2 separate regions of the Anser cygnoides genome follow, and region 2 is linked to region 1. The links are chromatin contacts, called in public Hi-C maps. All regions are on one chromosome and are shown on one strand. Each heading gives the region's core, a stretch centred on a gene start, on an enhancer-like site or on the middle of the called end of the contact. The rest is flanking DNA. Distances are from core to core; before and after follow the strand shown. Region 1 has its middle 74 kb from the start of TLE3. Region 2 has its middle 54 kb from the start of KIF23.

What was found. A called contact is a pair of places that touch in the nucleus more often than the background predicts.
Region 2: a Hi-C map of liver shows a contact between it and region 1, with 6 times the contacts expected there. The contact joins two enhancer-like sites. A contact is called at or near these places in 2 of 7 Hi-C or Micro-C datasets (both in liver).

Annotation. Positions count from the first base shown.
Region 1 is chr11:1,091,476-1,098,035 of Taihu_goose_T2T_genome, forward strand. No RefSeq gene overlaps it. Among named protein-coding and RNA genes, the nearest start is that of TLE3, 74 kb to the right of the region's middle. Within about 2 kb of position 2,531, at least 2 of the 3 cell types and tissues checked have open chromatin away from gene starts, as enhancers often do. A contact at or near this core is called in liver, where this site is marked.
Region 2 is chr11:1,313,142-1,319,701 of Taihu_goose_T2T_genome, forward strand. No RefSeq gene overlaps it. Among named protein-coding and RNA genes, the nearest start is that of KIF23, 54 kb to the right of the region's middle. Within about 2 kb of position 3,495, at least 2 of the 3 cell types and tissues checked have open chromatin away from gene starts, as enhancers often do. A contact at or near this core is called in liver, where this site is marked.

The DNA.
Region 1 (6,560 bases), core at 1,281-3,780:
TCTCCGGGCCTGGAAGCATGCGCCTTGGATCTGCTGCTGCGCTTCCCTGGCCTGGAGGGAAGGGCTGTCTTCTGCTCCGCACGGGTTTGGGGGCTGCGCCCCGGAGCTGCTCCCGGTGCAGCTGGCCGTGCACAGCCCCCTGCAGCGGCGCCGTGGCTCTCGCAGCGGTGCCAGGCCGGTGGCACCGAACAATTTGGCTCCATCCTGTGACGCTGAGTCGAGTTTATGGCTTTGTTTGAGAGCATCATCGGAATAAAAAGGCAAAATCTGGGCAGCGCGTGCGGGGAACCCCAAGTCCGCAGCCCCACGGCCCCGCAGAGCGCTGACGGCCGCAGGTGGAAACGTGCTGGCTGTCCTGGGGGCGTGCATGCGTGCGGGCACGCGTGTGCCGTGGTGGAACATACGCAATTATCTCTGCGTTAGGCACCTTGTTTCCTTCCCCTCTTAATTAACTGCTGTGGTGGTGGAGCTTTGCTTCTGTTCGCTTGGCGGTTGCAGCCTTGTGACAGTTTGTCTGGAAATGTCTCCCCCCCCCCCCCGTTATTTTCATCTCAAAAATTTAAGAGGCTTTAAAAACAAAAGTATTTAGAGCAAACACGATCTTTCCATATGCAAAATTGATGAAAGAAAAAGGCTTACAGCTCTAAAACCCAGCGCTGCTGCTTATATATAAAAGCAAGTCCGTGAGTTCCCACACAGCTCATAGGAGGGAGCTGGCACGAGCTGCTGCGGGGCTGGGGGCCCTGCGAGCACCCCTTGGCCGTGCTCTGGATGCCCTGGGGCTGTCCCATGCCTCCTGCGGCCTGAGGCCGCTGCAGGTTGCTGAGCACCGTCTGCACCCAGGACAGGGGTTGGTGCTGGTCCCGGCACGGGGCGTCCCGCAGAGCTGCTGCTTGCCGTTAGCTCAGTGATAGCATTTTAGGTTTTTCAGCTCCATCCCGGTTTGAGCAAATATTTTGATTGCAACTAAGCGAGAACACAACAAACGCTGTTTAGACAAAAGCAACACATTCGCTGTTAGTTTTAGACAATTTGTCCTAATATTGTTTTGAATCACGCATTTATTCCCCCATAAAGATTTGATTACTTTGCTTGTTCCATTAATCTTTATTTGTTTAATCATCTGCTAAATCTGTTTAATCATTGGTTTAAGTGGAAAGATTACAAGAAGATATTTAATGCTTGGTGGCAGAGCTGCCCCGGCATCTAATCCAGCGCTCTGCTGGATCGCTTTGCATTATTCCAGCTCCTCGCCGGTTTGGAGCAGCGAGCACAAACGGGCTCCAGCCCGGTGGGATTTCCTCGGCAGCCGGCAGATTCCCAGCCTCTGCTGGTGCCGGGTGGCAAAACCGAGCGGCAGCAAAGCCCTCGCCCCTGCCGCTCCACGTCCTGAGGATGCTGCTTGGGATGCAGCCACCCCAGGCCGAGCAGGATGCTCCGAGCCACCTTCAGCGATGGGAAGAGGGACCCTGGCTTCGGGCACTTTAGCAAGGACGCCTGATGCAGGAGCTTTGTGGTGTTTTTTTCTCCCGGTGGAGGCTTCTCCCCAGCCCCGCTCTGCCGACGCCGGCTGCCTGTGCCTCTCCTCCCTGCCCACGGCCGGGAAGGGATTAATATTTCATGCCACGGCCGTGTTTCTACTTGGCGAGGCTTGGTATAAAACATGCGATATTTCACCAGCCCTCGTGTTTGTCTGCTCCCGTAATCAGCGGCCTCAATCACGGGTGCGATATTTTATGAATTAATAAAAAAAGATCATGGACAGTCCGGCGGGACGCGGGGAGAAAAGTGCTCGGCAGAATGTTAATGAGCACTGCGGGGAATTGCAGCCCCGCTCGCCCCTGCCCCAGCCCCCTGCTTGGGGATTTTTCCTTTTTCCTCCCCTTTTTTCCCCAGCACCCCGCGGGCAGTGCCAGCCCCGCGCACCCCTCGCTGCCTCTGCCGCCGGCCGGGCGCTGCGACCCAACGCCGGGCAGGCGCGAGCGCCGCTGGTATGGCAGATCTTGTACTCATTATTGAATAATTCATTGTTGCGTTAATGCCTTCAGATACCATCTCTCTCTCTTTCTCTCTTTCTCTCCCTGTTTCGCTCTGCCCACTTGGGAAAACTTTATTATGCCTTCGCTGACGACAGAGTATACAGATAAAAGATAATTGCTTGGCTTGACTCCCCCATTGATATGAAAATAAGATTTAAATTATTCACTTCAGTTTAAAGGTTAGTTGAAGGTTATTACAGGGGATAAAAAAATCACTCTTCATAACGTTTCTGTTGGAGATGAGACGGGTTTGAAAGGGCTAATTTGCACGGCAGGCCGAGGCGGCTTGTTGTGAATAAACCGAGAGACCCTCCAGAGATTTTAATAGTGAAGAAGTCAATTATTTATAAGCAAATTACGGGGAGCTGCTCCGATACATACAACACAGCTAGTCATGAACAGGGACAAGATGGAACCCGTATAACTTAATATACCTCCCTTTGTGCACCGGCGAGGTCGGTGCCCAGCACTTTCCTGCCTCTAATCCCGGCTGGAATTTAACGAGCAGCTGAATGTCGGAGTGCGGGCCCGATCCCGGCTCCCTCGGAGTCCTGTTTATTTTATTCTTCCCCTTCGGTCTCTCCGCTTGCAGGCTCCGTCTCCAGCTCCCTTTTGTGTTGCCGCGTTGTAAATGGAATTAAAGGATTGTAAATTTTCCTGCCGAGCAATAGGTCTTGAAAGCGGGACGTCTCTTTGCAGAGCGATCGGCTTTACCCGAGCTTTCACTTAATGCTCTTTTATGTACGAAACTATTTTAGTGTCTGGTGCTGGGAGAGTGGCAAATCTCCTGTACGGAGTTAATAATTAATGCCACGGCGGCTTTGGGAAGCCGGGCTGTATTTCAGCAGCGGTCTCGCCCTGACCGCAGCGCTCTGTATTCATCATCCGCAGCCGCTGCTATGCAAATAAATAGCTACGGAAAAGCAGAATCATTGCCCACTGTGCACCGGGATCCCAAACCTCTGCATGTGTAACGCGCCCGCATAAATCACCGCTGCTATATGGCCGCATATATATAAAGTATACATGTAATAGGGAGATTATGTATTCAGGCTTCAAATGTAGGTGCATTAAAAAGACATCTCCATCTTCCAGCTGGATGCCTGCATTAATACGGGGAAATGCAAATGCGCTTCCCCACCCCGACGCGAGCATCGCTCTGCAGAGGGCCTGGCAGCCCACTCCTGCCCCATTTGGGGTAATATTTGTATTACCCCCAAATATTACTGCGCCAGGAGCGGGTTTGGGTTCAGAGGCTCTCGTGGCAAAACTCAACGTAATGCCTCGTGCTTGAGGCAGGGCCACGGGGCTGGGCTGCTGGTGGCGGGAGCTGCAGCACCCACGCAGAGATTTGCTGTGCGCTTTCCAGCTAGCCCCTGCCTCCCGTTTATTATTGTTTCAGCAAATTCGGATGGTGTAGGCTGAAAGCTCACCTTGGGCTGAACTTGTTTAAGTTTTTGGGGAACTCCAGCTGAAATAATATATCCATTTCCTTGAGTGTGTTTAGAGGGAAAAAAAAAAAAGAGCCTTCGCTTTGCCTTTGAAAAACAGCAAAATAGCAGCAGTGCTTGCGGTAGCTCCTCAGAGCCTCTCCAGGCCCCGCTCTTGGCAGGACAGCTCCTGCAGGGGATGCGCTGCTGGGACGTGCCTCGGGTCCTGGCGGCGTGGAAACCCCTCGGGCCCTCGGCCGTTCTAGCCAAGAAGAAATTAATTCCATCGAAACCTGCCACGATGTGGAAGCTGTGCTCCCCGCCTTCCCTACTCGGAGACCACCGAGGTATGGGGGAGATAACAACGGCTTCTGGAAGGGGATGAAATAAACCCCAGGGACAGCCCCGGTGTGAAGGCGCGGCTGGCCGAGCGCTGCAGGACTGATGTGCTTCACGCTCTTCATTTGGGATTTTTTTATCGCAGTTTTTTCGTGTAGTGGCTGTTGAGCATTTTTCCGTCTGCGTCAGTTGTGCCACCACCTGACTGTGACATTCTGCCTGGGCGTTTTTTTTGAAAGTGCCACCAGTTTTCAGCGAAATCGCCAAGTTTCGGTGATGGAAGAGCGTGAGCAACAAACCGCCCGCTCCCTGCGTCCGGACGATAATCGGCTTTTTTACCCAGATTTCTTGCACGCGCCCTTGGCTGCAGGTTCCGCAGATTTCTGCACGCTGCATGTAAGAACACAGGCCCAGAGTTTCCCTGTGGGATTTGAGATGGAAACGTCCCTGAAGCCGCTCTTCAGCTCCCCCCGCAAGCCGGGGGTGGGCGCCCGTGGGGGCGCCGGGGCCGGCTGGGGGCTGGGGGCTGCGCGCTCGCCGTGCCCCCGGAGCGGCTGTCGCTGCAGCAGGGCTGCTCATCAGTCGTCCTCCTCCGCGGCGTGATCAGAAAGCCTTCCAGCTGTCAGCCAGCGTTATTTATGCTTGTATATTTTGTTTGAAATGAGATGTAAGCAAAGCCCATGTGTGCCTCCAATCTCCTTTGTAGCAGAAGAAAGGAAAGAGTGAAGAATATGTTTGCAATCATGTCTGGCCCTTGATTTGTAGCTTTGCTCGCTGTTGATCCAGGGTCTGGAGCGTACCTGCCTCTGTAGGAAAGCAGCAGCTGAGCTATTTCTGTATGCACAGAGGTGTCGTGTTCGAGTTAAACCCTTTTACCTTTTATTTAAAATTCACAGAGGCTTGACAGGTAATCTCAGGAGCTGGATCATTATGGCAGCCAACGCTAACCTGTAGCAAATGATGCCTGGTAAATCCCCTGGCTAAAGAAACGGGCTGTATTCCGCCTCCCCTTGCTCTCCACAATTAGTGCTGCAGGCCCAGGGCAGGCACCCTGCTCTGCGCCGCCTCTTCCTTCCCTGGGCCACGTCTGCAAACCTCACCGGCAGCGCCGCCGTGCCTGGCACCCACGACATCCACAAGTCCTGCTCGGGGGAATAGGCAGGCCGCAAATGATCTGTACTGATACCTCAAATTATTATTATTATTATTATTATTATTATTATTATTATTATTATTATTATCATCGTCGTCGTCGTCCTTCTTCTTCTTCTTCTTCTTCTTCTTCTTCTCTTCTTCTTCTTCTTCTTCTTCTTCTTCTTCTTCTTCTTCTTCTTCTTTTCTTCTTCTTCTTCTTCTTCTTCTTCTTACTACTACTATTACTACTATTACTACTATTACTACTATTACTACTATTATTAAATTTATTACTGAGTGTCCCTGCTGCTATCCTGCTGCAACCCCCGGACCAATGTTCCCGGTTGGTGTCCCTGCATCCCCGCTGTTGGTGCCTGGGCAGGCAGGGATTAGGGAGCTAACTGGGAGGAACTGGTGGAGCCGCGTACACGTGGATGGGGTGGTCAGGACGATCCCATCGTTACAGACACGTGGGGCTGGGATTTCCTGGTGCTGGGTGCCCGCACGATGGAGCACTCACCTGGGGAGGAATCGCTGAGGGAGCGACCGTCCTGCACCCTGCACGGGGACTGGGGCCGCGGGCACCGCGGGTGGCTCTGGCCACTTCGGGAGGAAGGGGTTTCAGCAGTGCCTCCCCTCCTGCTGCTCTGGGAGGGCCTGGAGCAGAAAATAAACACTGCCCAGCTCTTTAGCAGCTTGCCGGGAGGCTGGGCCCCTAATTCGCTTGCATGCTAGCCTTGCCTTCGTGTTCAGAGGTATAAAAATTCCTCTTAAATCATTCAGTGGTTCTCTAATGTATTCACAATGTGGACTATAGAACAAGATCTGAAACACTCTTTTTTTCCAGTAAGACTATTAAATGGTGACACTTTGACACCAGCAAGAAGTATATGAGATTAAAAAGTAAAAACTGCATAGAAATCTAAGTGCCTCCACATACTGCTAGAATAGAAATTGCTGTTAGGAGCATTAAAATAGAGCACTTGTCAGGAGCGACGGCTTCCAGAGACATGCCTGCTGCTTTCTGTGGCATCAATGCATGCGATTTCCTCTTAGGTAAATTACAGAGCATTTAGAGCAGGCAGAGGATGTGCTCGGAGGCGGGCAGCGCGGTGCTTTCAGGTGCAGGATGAAGGCACAGAGGGGTGGGCGGGCTGCCCAAGGGGCTGGTGCTGGGGGAACACGGCGAGGGCAGAGCAGGGCGGGCAGGGGGAGGCTTCGTTTGCGGGACTGCGGGGCTGCTGCGTGCCCTCTGGGGCACAGCCTGGCGTGGGGAGGGCTCCCTGCGGCCTGGCGAGGCCGTTTTGTCTGCCTGTGACATTTGAAATCCCCCGGAGGCAGCCGGTGGATGAAAGCAGAAGACGAAGGAGCTGGCTTTTCTTGGCACGATTAATCATTTATTAGCTAATCAAGAGCACTCGCAGGAGATGAGGAGAGAGCAAGCAGCTTGTTTCTAATAGGAATTAGTTAGGTTACTTTTTTCCTCCCCTGTACTCTGATTTCCCAAGGAATTGGTGCTTGCGGAGGTTGGGTCTCCAGCAGCCATCCTCCACCCAGGTGCCAGCCCCTGACCCACAGACAGCCCCACAGACAGCCCCACGGACAGCCCCATGGACAC
Region 2 (6,560 bases), core at 2,245-4,744, 220 kb after region 1:
TTCGTGCTGACTTTATTTCTCAGCGAACTGCTTTGGATTCAGGGTGGGGAAGAGCTCTGGAGCAATAAAACCTCTCAAGGGCTGGAAAAAAAAAAAAAAAGGCCCATTTGGTGGGAGCTGTCACATCTATAAACAATATTCCCAAATTGTGCGCTTTTGAAGATTTTTGAAGAATTAAAGCAGAAAAAAAAAGTCACTTCAATGAATAATTCAGACTTTTTTCCCGTCATCTCTGGACCTTTCCGAGCTATAATTTCAAAGATAAAAGAACAAACGAGCTCGTTTCATAGCCTGGCGTTTGCACTACCGTCCTCCCGAGCCGCTCCCAGCCCCGCAGCTGGCGGCAGCAGCAGCAGGAGCTCGGTTCCAGCACATGAACCGGCTCGCCGGGCACGGCAGGGAGCAGCGGGCAGGGCGAGACCTCGGCCCAGCCTTCTCCATCCAGGAGTTTTGCAACCGACTTCAATGGGGCCGGGGTTTCGCCACGGCAGGCGGCCAGGCAGCGGCTGGCGTTTGTCTCCAGAGCTTCAGCTGCAGGAGCTCGTCACCGGCCGCTCGCTTGTGCAACGCCCCGAAAGGGCACGTTTGTGCAACGCTGCTGCCCCTCGCCTGCTGAGAGCCACCTGGGTGCATGGTCCAAGCAAAGCTGCCCTGTCCTGTGTGCCCGGTGGGGATGCTCAAGGGGATGCAGCTCCGCAGGCGAGCCGAATCACGCTCGCCTCTCGTCCCGTCGCACAAATCACACCCAGCCAAAACGTTTCCAAATCTCTGGGGAACAAACCAACGCGTGGCTTTCTTTCCCAAGGCCTTTCCCCCCCCGCTGCTGTTGTCACAGCGAGGAAACCTGCTTTGTTCTCACAGGTGCCGAGCCCGGCCGCCTCCCAGCTTCCGCGTGCTGCGCTTTCTCATGATCAGGGAACGCCAAGCAGCTTCCAGCCCGGAGCACCCAGGTTAATTACTCAGTAATAGCAGCAAAACACCCTTAGCATTCTTCCGGAAACACACTCCAGCCAGCACGGCATGTGATGCAACGCTCTGATTCATCTCAGTGTCTAGGAAAATATCAGAGCAATAAGCTGATAAGGAAGAACAGGCCCAACGCAGCTCATTTTCAACCTGTAATTAGAACAGTCTGGGTAGGAATTATGACAAAGTTCCCACTGCTGTGCCTCAGGGCAGGCGTCCCATCCCGTTCCTCTGCAGGTGACAGCGCCAGGACCCGAGGGAATGGCCTGGAGCTGGGACAGGGGAGGGTCAGGCTGGTGTCAGGGAAAGGTTCTGCACCCAGAGGTGGTCGGGCGCTGGGACAGGCTCCCCAGGGACGTGGGCACGGCACTGAGCTGCTGGAGCTCAAGGAGCCTTTGGGCAATGCTCTCAGACACACGGTCTGATTTTTGGGTGGTCTTGTGCGGAGCCAGGAGTTGGACTCGGTGATCCTGGTGGGTCCCTTCCAGCTCGGGATGCTCTGTGCTTCTGTGATTCTTCCAGACCCACCTGCGGGAGCCTGTGGGCTGCGCTCCAGGGCACTGTGCCCACGCAGGAGCGGCTGGATGGCACCGTGCTGGCATGCCGGGGCTGTCAGTGCCACTTTTGGGGTCCCAGGGTCGCAGGAGATGCCACCCTGCAGCCTCTGCACTGAGCTCCCAGGCAGGCCATGGTGTCAGATCTCATCCTGATGGTTCTGCCTTGGCCTCCCAGATGTCCCCAGCAGCACAGCGGTGGCTGTGTGTGACCTCCTGCTCCTCCTGGGACCCCAAAACCCCTTATGCTTGGCTTTCCAAGCGGCTGAAGCCAGGTGCTAACAGCCCCCAGGCCCCTACAGCAGCAGTACCAGCAGTGCTGGAGCCAGCCCAGGTATCCCCATGGAGCCAAACCCCCTCGATGGCATCCGCACGCCAGCTCAGGGTGGGCTCTGCCGCCGTCAAACCAATCCCCACCTCTCACCCTCTCCGCTCGGGCTGAATGTCAGAGCCCCAGGCTGTGCCGTTCCACGCAGACACTTCCACCTGGCATTTGGCAAGGGAAGAGAGAGTTCATTTCAGGTCCCACAGCCCCAAATCATGCCACTCTCCGAGCGCTCGCCGTGTTAATCAGCACCGAGGGCTGCCCGCGCGGGCGGCGGCACGCTGCCACTGCCATCTGCTGCCGCGCGCCGCGCTCGCAGCCGCCACTGCTCCGGGCCTTGGGGTCCCCAAAAACCTCAGCGGCTTTGAGTCCCTATCAGTGCACTTTGCCCACGCACGCCGCACGCACGTGTCTGCAGTGCTCTGAAAGGTTCTGTGCCGGGGGTTTTACTCCCTGAATAACCTGCAGACTTCCCTTTCGCTTACGCCTGCTTAGCAAGCCCGCGCGAAGAGGCTGCTGTGACCCGCAGCTCTCCCGAATTACCATCAGGACAAGCAGACATCACCCTAAATGCCACCAGAAGGGCTGCTCTGAAGGCAAGGAAGCTCCAACTTGAACCTAGGCGATTTTTCCCGGCGAGGAAGGGTCAGGCTCAGCCACGTGAATGCGCCGAGGCCATTCCAACGCAGCGCCCAGGGCTGGTGGTGCAAGAGCGGTGACTCAGGACGCGGCGTCTGCACCCTCTCACCCCTGCTGGCGGGCACTGCGTGGGCTGAGCTGCCACGGGACGCCGGGCACGAGTGCTGACAGCCGCCCACCAAGCAAAACTGGGGCAGAGGAGCAGCACTGCTCAACCCGAGTGGCCAGCCGAGGCCGCCAGCGCCGGCTCGTGCTCATTTACTGCTCATCCCCCAGCATCGTCCCCAGCATCTGCAGCGTAATCTCCTTTGCACGCCGGGCAGCGAGCCTGCTTTCTGCTTCACTTGTTTTCCCCTGCAGAAAGCGTTCTCTAACCACCATTATCTAATATTTAGCAGCGCGCTGTAATAAACAAAGTGTTAGAGATGAGACTACACGTCGCACTTATTGTTAGGCTGTGCATTCGAAATGAAAAGGCTGTTAGCTGGGTGAAATATTGTTCTGTGCAGCTTTTAGGTATTTTCTGCTCTCGATCAGAGCCCAATTAGATTCCTTTCCGAGGGAAAACGACTCTTTGAGGCACGGGAGCCGAGCACCTTAGCTGCAAAAAAAAAGAAGCTTTTAGAATAATTGTCACTTAGCACAAAGATATATTTGGTTACCAAAAAGGAAAACTGTGCAGATCATTATCTGTCCCACTTATCCTCCTTCCACAACACGATGAATTAAAGATGATCTGCGCCGCCACAAGCCACCACCCAGGCAGACACCCTGGTCCGAGCCGCGGTGCCCCCCTGGGGGCCGGAGTGAGGCGCTCCGAGGGTGCTGGGTGCCCCTGCAGGATGGGACCCGGCGCTCGGTCCCAGCACGCCTCTTGGGTGCTGATTCTGGCCCTGCTCTGCTTTCTTTCAGATGCAGATTAAAAGCATGTCCCGGTTTTATGGAAGAGACTTGAGCCAATTTCCAGCCGCCTACCCCAGCCTGGCAGCCACTCCAGAAAAACATTTGGCCTCTATTGTTCCTCTTTGTTTTAATCTGGAATCCAGATTTGCCTGGAGTCCTCTGAGTACTTTTTCCTTTTTTTTTTTTTTTTGTTTGTTTTCGAGTCAGGTGTTTTCCATTCACTGATAACATCACCGTGTTTGTTCCAAGATCACCTGCATAAACATGATCTCAGCGCAAGGGGCAAGGTTCAAGAGTTGAAATCTGCACCATTGTGTGCCTGTGTGTGAGCGTGCCTATGTCAGCCAAACCTGTATTTTGTCCCTTCTAATTATACCTCACCATATTAACAGATAATAGCTGTACATTTAAGCAAATTATCTCAAATAAAAAGAGGACAATAATTACACTGTTTGTTTTTGCTCCTTTCATTGCTGGAATTATTCTTTGTTTGCCTAGAGTTAAATATTAGTGAGAACCTTTCTGCACTAATGTCTGCTCAGTTGCCTTTTACTGTTTTAAACCAGCAAGAGTCAGTAAAAGTTTGGGCAAATATTAGATTTGGCAGAGTTTGCTGTTTGTATCAGGAAACCGATTGGTGTTATTGATTGACAGATGTGACCAAATGTTTAGAAAGTCTGTCCTCTATTGGATTCTGCTAGGTGTTTCAGCAAACAGTCCTAATACAAGGCAAACAGAGTTATTGGAAGAAGTACCAGCCTGTGTTAGCACAGCAAACTGAGGGCTATGCAAACAGCTTAAAAGAATCTGGCCACCTTCATATAACCTTTGATGTAGGTATTGATCCTTCTGAAGGTGGCAAAAAGTTTGAACAGGGAGCAGATTGAGTGGGATCAGATATATATAAACACCGTAAGAATGTAAATGTTATCTTTAAGCTACACTGTCGCTTTGGTAATGGATGTCTGTTTGGAATTTATCTTCTTCCAAATCTCTAAATCCATGCAGCAATAAAAATTAATAATAACTTTTAGATAGACTGCCTCCTAAGTCTCTCTCTCCTCCCCTGATAAGCACAGCATCAGGCATCTTTAATTCTTCTAAGCCGAGGACAGGGGCTTGCGGCGAGCAGGAGCCGCGGCCTCGAGGGCTGCTGGCGGGTGGCCAGGCTGCTGGGGCGGCACGTGGCCGCGCCGGTGGAGCTGCACGGGGGTGCACAAATGGGGAGCACTGGGGTGTGCCAGCACGGGGATGTACAAACAGGGAGCACTGGGGTGTGCCAGCAGGGCAGCGCTTGGGTGCTAATGGGGTGGTACAAGCCCAGTTTGGCGGTGCTCTTCGGGGCAGGATGAGGCCATGCCTTCTCGCGGGGCTCCTGCACGCTCTGCAGAGGAAACTGCCTTGCAAAAGGCGTTCGGAGGCAGCCCTGTCTCAAGGCAAAGTGCCGACGTGGTGGCACCCCACCAGCACCACCGAGCCCCAGCAGCCAGCTCGCTGCCAGACGCAGGAGGCACCTCGCAGCAAGGGCACACATCCGAGCAGCGCAGCCTTGTGCAGGAACCCACAGCTTCCTCCCGCCTCCCCGTTTTTGCACCCTAGTCCCTGCACCACGCACCCACGGGCGGGCAGCCGGGCGCGGTGGCCACGCAGCGCCCCGTGCCGCGCTCTGCAGCGGGGGGGTGGGTGCAGGAGGTGCGCACTCAATTCGCATCTGCAATTACCCTGGTGTGGTATGTGGAGCGGCTCTGCATGCACAAGTGACCATTCATGCATCCCCATGCCATCTGCGGTGACAATTACCACAAGCACACATGTAATCAAGGTAATTACGCACACAAATTGGGCGTGTGATTGCATGGGCATTTCTATGATTTTTTTTGTTAAGTTAGGCCTCTAAAAACTAAAATAGATTCCGAGTTATGTTTTAAATTATCTGCCCATCTGGCTATTCTTGCAAATAATGACTGTTTATAGTGATATATATTAAACAGACACTGTTGATAGGTGGGTTAATCATTGCAAGAGAAGAAAAGGGATTGTTTTATGCCTGTGTGTTGACCCACGATACCTAGTAACTAATGACGTGTTTGACTACAACCAGGTAACAACCAGCTTTCGCTTCAGAAGTACCTCCTAATAAAAATTACACTGTACACATTATAAGAAGGTATCTGATGAATCATTACTGCAGTGCAGTGATGGACTTAAATAAAGCCCCGATTAATTATTAAACCCGAGTAGCGCACGTTCGCAGTCGCACAAAACCCGTGAAGAGCAGGCGGGGACGGCGGTGTGCCAAGCCCTCGTGTTTTGGGGGGGTTTCCACACCCGCGGCTGTGCCCACCCGTGCCATGCACACACCTCCAGCCCTGCTGTGGGTCGCATCCTGCTCCCTCAAATCACCGGGGCACTTCTGTGGGGCTCCAGGGACAAAATGGGACCGGCACGAGTGAGATTTGTGTCCCTGCTGGGCTGTGGGCAGCCCGTCCTTGCCACCTGAAAATGTCACCCCCAGCACGGAACAATTAACAGGCACCTAGTGGGGGCACGAGGAGTCCCTACCCCCTTTCCCCCCAGCATCAAAATGTCCCCTTCTCGCTTAGGAATTGCCTGCTCTTTGCTGGCCAAGCAGAAGTACACAGTGCAATCAAAAAAGCCATTAGCACTGCCATCTCTTAAGAAAAATTAGCATTATTCTTTAATGCCTGGCGCTACTTAGGTAGGGCTCCGCGAGGCTCTCGATGGCTCCAGTCGCAGCCGCTTGTGCAACCGACCATAAAACAAACTGGTGCTGGAAGGGAGCTGATAACGCATCTCCCCCCCGGCCTCCTGCAGCAGCAGGGGCTAGGAACAAGCCGACCTGCTTACTGCGAGCCCCACCGAGGTGTTTTGGTGTGCGCTCCCCCTCGGGGGGCTGCCCGGGCCAGCGTGGGGCCGCGGGCTGCCTCGGGGTCCCCGTGCACTGCTCTGCTCTGCCTGGGTGAAGGCTTCGCATCACCTGAGGCCTAAACCACCAAGTTTTGTTCCTATCAGGAAACGGATTTTGGAGGGTTTTCAGATCGATGACCAAAGTTTTGAGCCGAAGTCGAGCGTTTTGCAAAGCTGGGAAGGAAAACGTGGCGCGCTCGCTCCGTCAGTTGGAGCGGAAGAAGGCCGGAGCCAGCAGAAGTGCT